Regions from separate parts of the Anas platyrhynchos genome. Here region 1 is linked to region 2. Evidence: chromatin contacts called from public Hi-C data. All regions are on one chromosome and are shown on one strand. Each heading gives the region's core, a stretch centred on a gene start, on an enhancer-like site or on the middle of the called end of the contact. The rest is flanking DNA. Distances are from core to core; before and after follow the strand shown.

Region 1 (7,670 bases), core at 1,761-4,260, 570 kb before region 2:
AAATGCCAGGTGGAATGGGCTTGTCCTTCATGATGTGGTTCTTTTTTGGGGGGATTTACCCAGTCAAATCTGTTTGCTCCTCCAAAGTATCCCTTTTATGAAAAACTAGTCTCAGGTATTGCAACAAGCAATAGCTATGACAGTGAAATAGAAATAAAGTATGCAGTGTCAAATATTACACTAATGACTTGAAGTTGTTGCCATCTGCTTTCTATATCCTGATCAGAGTAAAATGAGTTTAGTGATTGCAGTGCTGTTCCGGCAGCACAGAAATCTCCAAACAAAACAAAGCCAACACCAAACAAAACCAACCAAACAAAAACTACCATCACAAACTGTATCACTCTTTCTGCACTTGGTAGGGAGGTCAAGTATTTAATAGACACTGAAATGATCTAAGGTCACATCCAAACAATCCTCTTCCAAAGCAGGTTGGAGGAACAGCAGAGGGATGATGAGGGAAAATGTACATTAAACACAATTTGGTCTTCGAGTACACAGTTAAGGTTGGTTTTGCTTTGTGTTAGCCAAAGACAACAAAACCCATAGCTGTGTGATAAACCTCTTTTGAGCTAGCTGGACAGAAATGTCCTTTAAATTAATCTAGGGGGAAAAAAACTCCTTCACTTAGCAACAGTCTCTTAGTCCCTCGGCCTTTCTGAAAGCCTATCCCTCCAAAAGAGGTGCCTCTTGTCCTCTCTGTTCCTTCTGGGCTGTCAGCTGGGAATTGTAGCTCTCGGCTAATTTCCAGTATTTGGGTACTGTTTTGTTATACAGCGGGACCAGCTATTCCCACAGGTCCTTCAGAGGGCCACATGCACCGTTATACTTCACTATCCCATGCTGTCAGTGTAAGACTGTCCATGTTCACTACAACGGCAATAAAATTACTTCTGAAAGAAGAATGCATACCCTTCCCACCCCCCACCCCCCGCCCCCATGCTTGGGACCCTAAGCAGAACCTTGTGTCCTGATGGCCAGTCTGTGAGCTGCTGGGCATAGCTTCATGTGAAATTTCAGGGCACACAGCTCCCTGAGCGATCAGATCTGATACCACTTCATTTTGCATCTGCAGAAGTTTAACACATCTCAGATCTTTCCGACAGCACTGGAGTTTTTGCTGATGCTGAGAACATTTTGCTGCTAGTTCATATCCTTTCCTGAGGAAGCACAGAAAGAGAAGCCAAGGCTTTAATTCTTCTAAGCTATTCTTTTTGTTTTTCTTTTGATACCCATTTTTACCCATAGGCATCTTGGTTGCTAGCTGTACTTGCCAGTCCCACAAGCACTTTGTAGCCATTCTCAAAGGAAGCTTCTTCCTCGTCATGTCTAAGTCTTTGCTTGCAAGGAGCTCATTGAATAAAATATGCTCAACTCTAACATCTCCTTACCTTTTCTAATAAGACATACTTCTCCAACCTTCTGCAAGTTTCTAGGGTATGCAGGGTACTACCCACAGCACTGCAACACACGTTGTGCAGTCTGGTTATTGTGGGAGGAGGGCTGTCTGGGTGACCCTCCTTTGGATAATGAAATACCACAACCAAAGCTTAAATACTGTGCTGACAGGAACTTTGTGAATACAAAAGAAAGACTCACAGGTTGGTAAAACCAGCAAGGATCACAAAGAGCACATACTCACACCCTAGGGTGGTATTTGTGCTTGGAAGAACATCTCTTTGCTTCTGTTCCTGCCTTGAGTGAAAAGGGGCAGAAACAAGACTAGAGCAACGATCCACAACTGAAATGTAAAAGTGCTCTACAAGGCAAAGGAGTGGTAGGATAAGCGCTACAATAGACAAGCAAGCTCAGTCAGCACATTGTTGCAGGCAGATGACGTGCCAGCAGAAGAGAACAGCAGTCCCAAGACAATTGTGGCTGGCCCACAACCTCAGTCTATGTCAACTCTGTGGCCTGTAAGCCAAAGGTTTGCTTTTTTTCCCACTCCCTTGCATACCACATGGCATCTCCAGCCTTACACAACTACTGACTTCTCCCTGGATCTTTGGGAGAACAAAACAAAGTCGGGAGCCAGACTCCAGATAGTAGCAGACAGTATGTGAGACGTTTGATCTGAGAACTGAATGGCAAGCATGAAGGCTGCTCTGACTCTGAGGAACTTTCCTGCCTCATTTGACCCAGCTTCCCCAAACACATGACAGCAGTGTGCATCCAAGAACAGAGCAATTTCCTTTTCTGGCCATCCAGGTATTTCTTGCACAGCTGTATAGAAGTCATTCTTTTTTCCTGATGCTCTCAGTCTTTATTGGTCCCTGCAGTAAATGACTGTGGTTCATGCACTTCCTATCTTGCTGGGATTCATCCCATAAGAGGCTGAAGAATCCCTTGTGGAATGTTTTAAAGGAAAAAAACAAAATTCTCCACTGGATTACAGCTCATTGAACCTAGTAGAAGGTACTTAAATGAATGAAAATCATACTTAGACCCAGACTGTTGCAAGATCTTTACTCTAGTTTCTGAGTATAACCTTATGAGTTATGCATCCTCTGATAACAGTTACAGTGTCAAAGCAGGGAGATACACAAATTAATTCCTCTCAGCCAAGAAATCCATCATAATGCTGCTCCTGAAGGATCTCCATATATGCCAATATTTAATCAGCATTGAATTCCTCGGATTAACCAGTCCTGGGCCTCCCTGAAGCACCACAGCCCATCAGAACCAGGTCTTTGGCAAGAACTAGCGACTCAAAACACTGCTTCCTTCCCAGGCACGGAGATTTAGCGAGACTGAGGGGGCAAACCCAGGCTAATGCCTATCTCCGCAAAATACCGGCGAGGTCAGAGATGGAAAAAGGTGCGAGAAAAGTCAACCTCCCCCCTCCCCAGCCCCCCCCGGACGGCAAACAACGGGGGACGAAACGACTTTGGGGGAGCTGCTGGGGACAGTTGGGCCACCAGGGCCGGCGAGGTGCAGATGCTCAGCCCCCTCCCGCAGGCTGCGGGGGTCCCCGCTCCAGGAGAGGGCGCTCCAGCACCGGCTAAAGGCGGGCAGTGCCCGCAATCAGCGCCGCCTGCTAATTAATTAGCGCTGCGCACAGGATCGGGCCCCCCCTCCGGGGAGTCCCAGCGCGCTCCGAGAGGGCAGAGGCAGCCGCCGGGCAGAGAGAGGGGGGAGGCTGCAGTCCGCCAGCAGCTTCCTTCCCTTTTCTCTTTCCTTTTGAACCGTGCAGGCCTGATTCTTTGCCGAAGGGATACGTCCGGCTTCCCCCCGGCTGGAATTTAAGAGTAGTAAGATTTCACGCCCTCTTTTATTCCTGGAGGCTGTGAGTTTCCAGGCTGAATCTCCGGCCATACTGCTGCCGGGATGGATGTGCACGGCCCCTGTGCAGCAAGGAGGCAGCCGGGGGGCTCCTGGGGTGCAGCTCCAAACCCTATCCTTCCACAGCACCCTGGGTGCCAGCTGCATCCCCCACATGCCTGCATCAGGCACTAAGGTGCAAAAGACCCACACGCTCTCCCCAAAACAGTCACCTCCCCCTATCCCCAAAGCTGGTATGTACCAGGAGGGTGGGGAGGGACATCCTTGGGCTCTGGTGGTCAGCAGGTCCTCTGCTTCCAGTGACCTCAGAGCCCCTGAGCGGTACGATCTAGCCCTGGAACTGGGCCTGATGTCAGAGCTGGCCCTGCTCCACACAGGAGGGCCCTCCAGATGTCCCTTCCAAACCAGATAGCTCCACAATCCACAGCACTGTGTAAGTATAGAGAAAGCATCCTTGTTCCCATTTTATGCCGCAGAACAGTAAGGTACAGACAGGTAGGTTAGTTTGGACCAAGTCTTGTAAAGACTCAAAGTTTCAGGTGAAGCCAGCCATTGCAGGACCTGTTCGCTGACAGCCTCAGCAGATCACCACCTTCCTCTTTACACTGCCCTGTTAATCCTTTGCCTTCTTTTAATAGCTCTGTTATCAGGGCGGGTGGGTTATATCAGTTTACATATGGGTTAAACTCCTGGATTCACATACATATGAACATCAACAAACAACGTGGCACTGGTTGATAGGCCAGCTAGAAATGTGTCTCAGTTGAAATACAAAGAAGTTTCTTTCAACGCTTGCAGGCAAAGGATTGTCACTGTTTCTCATTGCAGCTGCTCACTGGTGTGGATCTGCTGCCTCACTGACTCTTTTAAGTCACTCCGTAAAGACAGAACTGCTTTATGCAAGTCCCTGAAGCTTAATCAGCCTGGTTTTATTACAGCCTGCTAAGAGAAATTGCCCTTAGCTAATGACTTGATTGTATAGATGTATTTTTTTTCAAGAATATTCTCCTTGCTAAATCTTTTTAAAGTCATTATCAGTGCTATGAGGGGCCAAATTTAACTCAAAACCAGGTTAAAATATAGTAAGACAGGTTGCTTCTTTTTGTTCCCGCAACTGATTATGTGGTGAGAGGAGACACCAGTTTGACCTAGTGGATGTTGCTACGAACTTGCTCTTTGGACTTCCCGGGAGTCCTTGAATGGGTCACTCACTCTGTGCCACGCTTCAGCCTTCCATCTGCAAAAGCTTCCCTGCCAGGGGCACTGTGAGGATTGCAAGATGCTTGAGGACCGCATCAACGAAGGCCGAATAGGTGCCAAGAACAGATACGTATCTACATATCCAGACAGCTACAGACTTATTGTGACTCAATCAAGTTTAAACATTTTAAGATAAAAGCTGCTATTTCAAGCTTCTTAGGCTCAAGGAAATCCATAATAAAAACAAACCATCAACACAGAAATAACTGGGATTATTCACACTCAAAAGAAGTGAGAAAAATCACTTGTCAAGGTCATTTTTGAGACCTTGACAGACTGAGAAGAAAACCAAAAAATCCAATGTATGAAATCCATGACAGAAAAAAGAAGCAAGATTAAAGATTCTTTCTCCATTACTTATTCAAATGGGGAAAAAAAATCCAATGTTTTATCTCCAGCTGAATACTCTGCAGGCTGAAATACTGAAAATGAAAATGCATTTATACATAGTAGGTCCAAATTTACCGTTTGTAAGATGCCTTGATGAATAGGTCTGAATCACAGATTTGGTCCAGAATGTTTACTCTTCAGGGAAAATTAAGTTAATTTTGAGAGCACTGTCTCCCATTTGCCATATGTTTTCAGAGTGCCAGGAGACAACTCTGTCATGATTTGCCCTTTCTTTTCCAGTTCTGAGACACTGGACTAGATGAAACTGATAAATTACAAGCTTGATACTAGTTTCTAACCCACTGGCTAGAGATTTTCCTTGTAAGTGCTGGCACACAGGAAATTATTTTCTTTAAATATTCTGGAGTGACACTAGTAGAGAGTTTTTATTGAAAGGAAATTCTGATCTGGCAAAAGCACTAGATTGGTCTTGTTTCCTTCCTCCGCTCTTGTTTCAAACTCTTAAATATGCAGTCACATGCACCAACATACTCACCACCATTCACCCATAGCCATGCAACCTCTTACTGCAGAGATGGGCCTGAGCCACAAAATTCTGGTCTGAATTCAAAGTCCAAACACATCTCCCTAATTCTGGGGTTAGAGTTTTGCTCAGCCCCAAGCTTAATACAACTACAGTCACAGAAACCGAAGACAAATTAGCTTCCCTAAGCTAAAGCCCAAGCATATATGGGCTTAATTGGATCCTTATCCCCGTAACTAATAACTAAAGGAGCATGAAACACTTTTACACACTATGTGGAAAATGAGCTCTTCAATTCTACCTTAGCCTTATTAACCAGGTTATATTTTGCATGTCCCTGCCCAACATGGATGAGCGGTACACTTGGAATAATTAATTAGTGTTGTTATTATGCACAAGTTACTTGTTGCAAAGAAGTTGCCTGTGATCTTTCCTGGAGGAGATCTGGTGTCCTCTCACTTCTGCATTTCAGTGAGCCCCTTTGGTCTGAAGCTTCCCCCTACCAGGTTGCTTCACTCCTCTGCGTCAGAGTGCACTCACATGGTATGTAAAGCACGTAGGAACGTAAGTGTGGCGTATTTAAGCAGCAGCAAAAACGTCATGTTTATTTTGCAAGATATGCAGTGTTTCATATGCAAGTCATTAACAAGACATAGATATCAGTGAAGATACAGATATAGATTCACATGTGTATGGTTTTGGAAAATGTTAACACTTTCCTATTCATGGGGTGCTGCAATTTAAATCTAATACCGGAAAAAAGTTAATACATTTTTTAGATATTGCTTGAAGAATGAAAACCTTTGGTGAGCTCTTGGTTTGGTAGCCAGAGCAAAACACTGCTATTCAACACAAGATAATAAAAATACAGTAGTAAGAACCTTCTAACCAACTATAACAATATTTTCATTCCTTTTCATACTATTTCTTTTTAACCTTCTATTTCACTCTTTATTTATGCATTTGATTTCAAATAACATAATTTTCCTTCTTTCTTTCAAAGGAGATCAAAGAGGTTTGTTGTTCAACAGAAGAAATGTTACAGAGATTGCCAGTTACCTTTTGCTGTTGGTACCCATCAACCATAATAAGACACAGAACTGGAAAGGACCATCTGGAACCATCTGTGAGCTGTTCCTCACACTGTGGGCTACTATGAATTAGATGTTTAATCGCAAACAGTGCGTAGAACATCTACTCCACTTGCCACAGGTCATCAAACAGTTCCTATGTAACACAATTAAGAAAGATGATGATTAATAATAAGCATCCAGAACTGTAATGTGCCATAGAAAGAACACAGCATCAAGCATTATCAGCTTCTGAGAACAGGGGAATATCATTGTTTTAAGGTAGAGTGATTTTAAGAAATAAAGCATGAATTTTGCTGCAAGAAGGCAAGAACAAACAAAAAAACAGCCTCAGCCACTCTGACTGAGTCTGACTCTTCCTTACCTCAAACCTTGCAAGCCATTTATCATGGACTATGTGAACCTCCCACTCACTGGAAAGGAGTTCAGGAAGGAAATGTGCATTCATCTCCTTTTCATTTTTCCTCTATAACTATTAGTACTATATAGTACTGTTACTCTAAGCTGAGCTACATTATTTGAAGTTCTGACCCTTAATAATATGTACTGGTGACTTGCATGCACTTGGTTATCTCACTCTCTTACAATGAATACAGACCTCCAACTGTAAAACAGGGATGCCACTGTTAATCTACATCTATATCATGGGAGGGATACAGTTTACAGATTACTTTGAATCATAGTTCATTATGAATAAGTTTTGACAGATGGTCAGGGACAGGCAAAAGCCACTGTCTTACACTTTGGACAGAAATTGCACTGCTCCTGTGCAAGTCCTTTGGAGACAATGCAGTGTTGTGACAGTGGCTGAGGACAGAATTTGGCCACTTGACTTGGCCTCCAGATACCCAGAAATGTCAGGAGATCTATTTTCTAAGGCAGTCATGAAAGAACCCCAAATTTAGCCAGCAGATAACTGATGTAAAACAGCAGGAATAACACTTGGGATAGTCTGCAGTATAATACTGTTTTATTTACAACATGCAAAGTCAGAACATATGTAGACAATCTGAGTTAAGAAACTGAATCTTTTATGCTCAGAAATAGGTTCATTTTTACAGGAAATGTGTCTTGATCCTCAGTGTTATTACAGTTTACTGAATACCTATTAAGTGAGAAACAGACAATCTTTTCCCTTCCCCTCTGACTTTACAAATAGTAAG
Region 2 (7,022 bases), core at 2,151-4,650:
AGACACTCAGTCTGCGGTATTTCTAATTCTCATTACAACTATTTTACATATATTCTTTAAGACATTCTTGGAGGATGGCATCAGAGCGACAATTACAATGGATTTTAAATATAGTAGATATAACATTTGTCTCTAAGGGCTCTTTGGACATGCTAAAAAGCCTGTTTATCCACTAAGAAGCATGAGTGCAGAGCTCAGAAGCAGGGTTATCAGAAATGTTTTTGGGGTAGGGATGTCAAGGGAAACGTCTCTTGCTGGAATTACAGCAGATGGTACAGTGAATGATCATAGTATGCCAAGCCACATACTAAATATGACTCAGATCTACCAAAAAATCATAAGGTTGGCTTAAAAACCGAGATGTTCTAAAACAAAAACCATCAGTATTTTTCTCTTTCTGGGTTTTTAGAGCTTCAGGGAGAAGCTGCCTTCCCTTCCTGATGAGTTGATACATTACTGATGAGTCTGGTGAGTCTGATATAAATTACTGAAAAATACTATTTACATCCGGACAGTAATGTCTCACTAAATCAAGAACAGCATCTTGATTCCCTCAAGGAGCTGAAATCAAAGATGCAAAATCCAAACAACTGAGTAGGTTTTTATTAAAATGGTGGGCAGAAAAACACAAACCCCAGCCTGCTGCCAAATCAACTTGGGTGATTGTGAAGGAGTCAGCAGTTTTCCTTCTTTTTCCACCAAAACAATTTTTGGACCTCATATGGAAAAAAATAATAATAATAATAAAATAAATAAAGCAGGAGAACAGACAATATATACGAATTTTTGATAAACACTATTATTCTGCCACTCGTCATTTTCAGGATGTGGTGCACTAATTTAATGCTAAGCAACAAGATGATTTGTACATCTGTTAATACTTAGATACTGGAACCTCATTTCCACAATGTTACATTTCATAGAAGACATGCTGTATATACAATGTCCGCTTTGTAAAATTCTTCATATTATTGAACATTATTTTTCCTAAATCTTGGGATTTGCACTTTTTTTAGATGACAGTGTTTTAATTTATCTTTCCAGGTGAAATTCATGAATCCTAGCACAGAAGTTTATCAGCAGGTCTCATGTGTCCGTGAAGTAACACAACTTCTACTTTAAAGGCTAAAGTTGGACTTGAGTGATGAATTAAGCCTTGTGAAGATGCTAGGCTCAGCAATCAGTATCAACTGAAAGTAACTCACAACCCTCTTGATTCCTGTGAACATTCACAACCTCCAAGCGGAGATGCTCTTTACTAACAGGCCCTACCAAGTGTTTCTAATAAGTACTATGTTACTATCTCTGTTTATTATTTTGCATTAAAACAATGCCTACTGACTTTATATGCACTGTACAAATGTATACTCGGTGAATTCATTAGGCAAAGGCAGAGAAGCACAGTATTATGGCAATATACTTGGGCTAGAGTATGAAAAAAAAATACTTTTGAACATACTTCTGCCCTTCAACCCAAAGTTTTCAAATGTCAAGGCCTGTTGAGATTTATTTTAGAATTGTTGCAGAAGAGTCTGAGGAAACTGCACACTAGCAATTTCTTTTGTGAGCATGTGGACCTTGGGGACCAGAAGTTAGAAAACAGAGCTAAGAAATTGCAAACACCAAGTGGATTAAAATATATATATATATATATCAAGCAAATTACACACGAGCACTTACATGCTGGAAAAAACCCACACACATACTCTAAAACAACCAGAGGATGGGTGGAAGCCACTATGGACTTGTAAAGTACAAAGACATCGGTGAGCATGCAAAGACATCTAGGTCTAAATACAGTGCTGGACAATATCAATTTAAGTAAGGCCATACAGGTTTATCAGCTGAATATCATCAAAAGGACTTACAAATTATATGCCAATATGTAAGAATACCGTCAACTACTTAAGGGTCATTTCAATATTCTCTTTAACAGCCCAGATACTGAGAAGAAAGTAGCTTTATCAGATCTGAAGATGACACAAAACTAGAAAGAATTGCAAGTACTGGACAGGATAGAACAGAAAATAATTGGGAAATGAAGTCTGAAAAAAAGATGGCAAAATTCAACAAGGGAAAACAATTGGGAAGTTCTAAAATTAGACATGAAAGATTCACTCCACCGATACAGGAGAAAAGGATCAAGAAGTCACATTTCAGAAACTGCAAATGAATTAACAACAGTCTCCTTTGCAACAGCAGGATAACATTAAATTGGCACTTCAGAACATCAACAGAACCCACAAGATTCATGAAATAATCTGTTGTACTTCAAGATGACAAAGCTGGAGTTGGAGTAATGTGCCACATTTGGTTCTGGTTGCCACAAAAGTGATGTGTTCCAAAAGGAAAGCACAGAGAAAAACCATAAGTTCTGGAAAGCATGATCTCAGGGGAAAGACTTAGGAAGTTTAGAAAAGCTAGCACATAATGACATGAAAGACTACTGAAAAGAGGAAGGAATCTGGCTTCTGCATTAGAAACCTTATCTTAATGTCTGATCTGCCTCTTCCTTGCTGTGATTTTCTTGCCTAGTATGCCACGGAGATTAAATAGACAGTGAAACACTAAAATTAAGTGTCTGGGAGGTTATGGGGTCCCAGAATAAGTCAGGAAAATATCTGCGGAGAGCAACATTGTTCAAGATGATCTTACATGGAGAAGGTGTAGCACCATCCAAGACTGTTTTTCTAGAATTTTTCCCTGCTTGCAGCATTGAAGCTAGATCACATACTTTTACATGACACTGCTCAATGATGCGCTGTCAGACTCTGAAAGATAGCAATAATTATTTATTATTTAAGAATCTCTGAGGGGTTTGAAAAGGTAACAGTGAAAAGATAAAATAATTATGCATAAATGCTAAGAGGTATTACTAATAACACTCTCTCAAATGAAGTACCTGATCAGATTCTTAATACATAGAACTCTTCCTGCCCAGGGGCCTCCTCATGTTCTGTGGAATAAATTAAACTTCAGCAAACACTATATGTATTAAACAAAACTCAGATTCTTTCACAATTCCGATCATACGACAGTATTTTTACTTCTCATTTAACCTTCAACTTCAACAAACTGGTAAATATAAACCTGGTATGTAAAAATGGATAAACTAAGACAAATCAAGTAATATCTAGAATTAACCTCAATACATTCACTCCTATATATAAAACTCTCAAGCCAAATAAAATGCTGTAAGCATTTATGCAAGGAGGAAGAAATTATTATTTGTGGTTTTGCTGAAGCACTAAAATAAGAATTGGGGTTCATTGTTCTATACCCCATGCTAAATTAAAATGCCCTCTCTGCCCCATTGAGCTAAGTTAATAGCTAAAAAAGGCTTTGTTGCATTGTTACAACTATTATTCATGGTCAAAAGTCTCTCGCCATTATCTCAACCCCACATTCCAAGTATAAATTTGACAAGGTCAAAAAATTGTCTCTGTTTAGAACAGACATTATCATACAGACTGACATTGATATTTATGTTTTATATTCTTTGTCTTTATATTAGGTTTTAAAAAAAAATACGTAGACTCATCTAATGCTTCTCTACTTGAAATCACATCAACTTGCTATTTATTTATATTATGGCCATTCCACGTGACAATCAATTGTTTTGATACAGAATCACAACTAGTATTAACTTTCTGCATACCAGTTGGAAAACAAATTAGAGATTAACTCTGTGTCTGATTATTATTATTATTATTATTATTATTATCTAGCAAAGAATAGCCTTTCTACTAAGATAACTTAACTTCTACTTTTTACCTTGGTAGCCATCTAAAACATAAAATAATACAATTTGTGTCTTCCATATCCTTGCTGGACAACTTTATTTAGAATCTCAGAGCTCATTTATCCAGGAAAGAAAAGATGACTACTGATGTTAACCAATGGGTATTTTGAAAAGATCATTAAAGCCACACACGAACATACTCTTTCAAATTCAAGTACCCTAAACTTGCTGTAGATGACAAAACAAGACAACAGTCAGACAACCATCAGACAACAGTTTTGTCTGCTGCTAACTCAGATTCAGAGATCACTTTAGTATTGAGTGACCTTACCTCTGCAGGTTTCACCAAACTGGAAATGATCAATAAAACTATTCTGTAAATTATACACACACACACACACACACAAAAAAAAAAAAAAAAAAAAAAAAAACAGAACACAAAGGCACAAAGGAACCCCAAGAACCTTTTAATAGTAAATCAAACTGAAGTTGCAGCCGGTAACTAATTAGCAGTTTCGGCATAGAGCTATGTGCTGTTCTCCTATCCTGCAGCTGAAAACCCAAGAAGGATGAGATACAGCAATATGTTGTTGTTAACTAATAAAGCAAACTATTCCCAGCTGTCTTTCAGAAGTGATAGCTTTTTGTGTTACTCAGAAACACAAAGAACTCACCTGAAGCACTCTGTCAAGATCTGGACAGCACAGCTGAAGAGGTGAACAAAGTAGAAAAAATGCCAGAGAGAAAAACAAAAATTACAAGAGGTGGAAAAAATACAGGGGGGGAAATGTGAATACGGGTTGGGGAAAAAGTGAAGAGTTGGCCTCACACAAACCAGCAAACAGTACCTTATAGAGGAGCACAAATTACCTGTATAGAAATGTTTGCTATAGACAACAAGACAATCAACTTCTGCAGTACACCACTAACAACAGAGTAAAAATACTTTTCCTAATTTAGGACATCTTCTAAGCTGACAATGAAATTATTTCTTTTCTTCCTCATAGTGAGCTCAGAGGACCCACTTATGGGTTTAACAAGACCATAAAACATATTCCAGAATTTCCAATGTAGAGAAATTGGGACAGACATCTATCAAAAGTAGCTTAGAGCTAATAGAACAAAAGTGGAGGTGACAGCAAGATAACCAGTTGAAATCTCCTTGGGGCCACAGGTATAGGATTGCTTTCTCTAGATTAATTTACATGACCAGGGTAAACTTCAGTCAGCAAATGCTCTGTTTTTAAGTGATTGTCAGGAAGTACAGTTTTGTCAAAGCAGATAACTACTTTTTTTGAAGGTAAGCGTCTCTTACCTTCACCCTTACCACTCTCGATATAAGTGAATTGAAGTTCTGTAGCTAAAATCCCACTTCTCTTAAAAAGCAAATGTATCAAAACTATTCTGATATTAATAAGGGTTTAATAATAGACAAAGCCTCAGGTTACATTTTCTTACTTCTTAGCATCAAGGTTTATTAGTGAGGGTATTGATTAAAAAATAATACCTGTTTTAGCATCATGCAGCATTATGTTTGAATGTAGCATAGGACACAAGAAACAACATTAAAAAGCCCTGTAATTTAAAGCTCATTTTCATAAGTAGATTTAGCACTTAAAACTTCTGTGGTTTTTTGCAAGACAGCAGGACTTTGGCTTCTTAAGCGTATATACTGCTTTGGAAAACGGAACAGAAGCTACAAAGTCATTCAGCTCTTTCAAAAAAATGCCGCCCTTCCAATTAAACTGCCTGCACACTGGAGGATCACTGCCACTACTGCACTGGAGCTAGGCTTATCACAGCAGTACTGCAATATTTTTAGAGGAAAAAAAACGGCACACACCAAATTTATTAGTATACATCAGTTCTAGGGAATTAACTTAATGACCAAATTTGCATGACGTGTCAAGCTCATTGTGAAAAGAAAGGGCCATCCTACAAAGTAGCAATAAAGTTCTACACTAAATCTTTACTCAGTAGTACTTAATACCAAAACTAAAAATGCCAAACGAGCTTCTTAAACACCAGTGACTCACAGACTGCCCCCTCTGTGAACATACTCACAGGATATCTGTTGTAAGATCTCCCATCAAAAAACATGAGAATAAATATGATTTATACAGCAACTCCACCAGTTAAACCAGCTCTGGATGGTCATGTTTCAGTTTCACGGTGACAAAACACAGACCTCTTACAGGTGCATTAAATGTGAGCAGAAATGTAATTCTCATGATGAGAAAAGGAAGAATGTAGCAATGAGATGTGGGGAACAGGAATTTTTCTAGGGAAGTTGATGCTATGTGAGTGTAAGCGTTTTACATTCTTGAGGACAATATGCAAAGGAGTGAAACAGTTCCTAACACAGTTACGTTTCTGATGGCAGATGGTTCTCTTGGCTGGATAGTGGTAAAGGTTCTTAATCAGGTCTAGTAGTATGGCAAACCTTCACATTGCTGAAAGAGAAGCATCACTCCATTAAAAGCAAGTTCATAATCAAGTGTTAATCCCCACGCAATGTAGCATTTATCATTTTTCATGCAAGTGCTCATTCCAAGAGATTATCACTTCCCCATCCTGCCCTCTGGCTGACTACACAGGGCAGAGAAATTCTTTATTCCATACAGGAGGGGAAAGGGAGGTTGGAGGAAGCTGTGATGTCAGGCTTCCAGTTTTGCTGTAGCTACCCCAATGTGAAAGTGGGAAGGAGCACAGGCCAATCTTGCAGCAGTTGCTCTTCAATGAGAGTATAAATAATAGATTCCCAAAAGCTGTCAAGCAATTAGTGACACATGCCATTCTAGAAAGACGGAGAGGAGAGGGCTCAAGCACATCTTGCTAATGATTTCACACCTGTATAGATCCCACCAGCTTGCCTGCAGGAATGATCAGATGTACCTCTGATTTTTCCACTCAACATAGCACTTCATGTAAGCTTGCTTGAAGTGATTCTATTTTAAATGTCTTAGATATTAATAAAGTGACACTAATCAATAGCTGTAGTTGTAGCTACAGTTTCATAGTTAAGATCCCTAAGTATATAAATCCATTTGTGCAAGTTTATGAAATTCCAGATGATTTTCCTAATTAGATATGTATACTTCTAATGAACTGCCCTTTGAGGTGTAAATAGCTTTGAAAAGAATAAATTTCAAGTTGAATTATATTACTAACAAGGTAATTTTTGTTTCCTTAGGGACATAACATCCTTACTTCTACGATCATATGGCTCCTTACAGAACAGTCATAGACTATATACAGCTCATCTGGGTGCTCTTATATA

Evidence for each region. Hi-C and Micro-C count contacts between places; a contact is called where the count stands out from the background.
Region 1: a contact with region 2 is called in a Hi-C map of F1 follicle, with 4 times the contacts expected there. The contact joins two enhancer-like sites. A contact is called at or near these places in 3 of 8 Hi-C or Micro-C datasets (F1 follicle, liver and skeletal muscle).

The regions. Positions count from the first base shown.
Region 1 is chr2:100,977,606-100,985,275 of IASCAAS_PekinDuck_T2T, reverse strand. It overlaps LOC106015519 (a long non-coding RNA gene), which reads right to left. Exons shown (of 11, transcript XR_011806844.1): 5 at 6,476-6,643. Among named protein-coding and RNA genes, the nearest start is that of INHBA, 22 kb to the right of the region's middle. Within about 2 kb of position 3,010, at least 3 of the 8 cell types and tissues checked have an H3K27ac peak or open chromatin away from gene starts, as enhancers often do. A contact at or near this core is called in F1 follicle, where this site is marked.
Region 2 is chr2:100,411,264-100,418,285 of IASCAAS_PekinDuck_T2T, reverse strand. All of the region lies in intron 10 of SUGCT (succinyl-CoA:glutarate-CoA transferase), which reads right to left. Among named protein-coding and RNA genes, the nearest start is that of SUGCT, 73 kb to the right of the region's middle. Within about 2 kb of position 3,400, at least 1 of the 8 cell types and tissues checked has an H3K27ac peak or open chromatin away from gene starts, as enhancers often do. A contact at or near this core is called in F1 follicle, where this site is marked.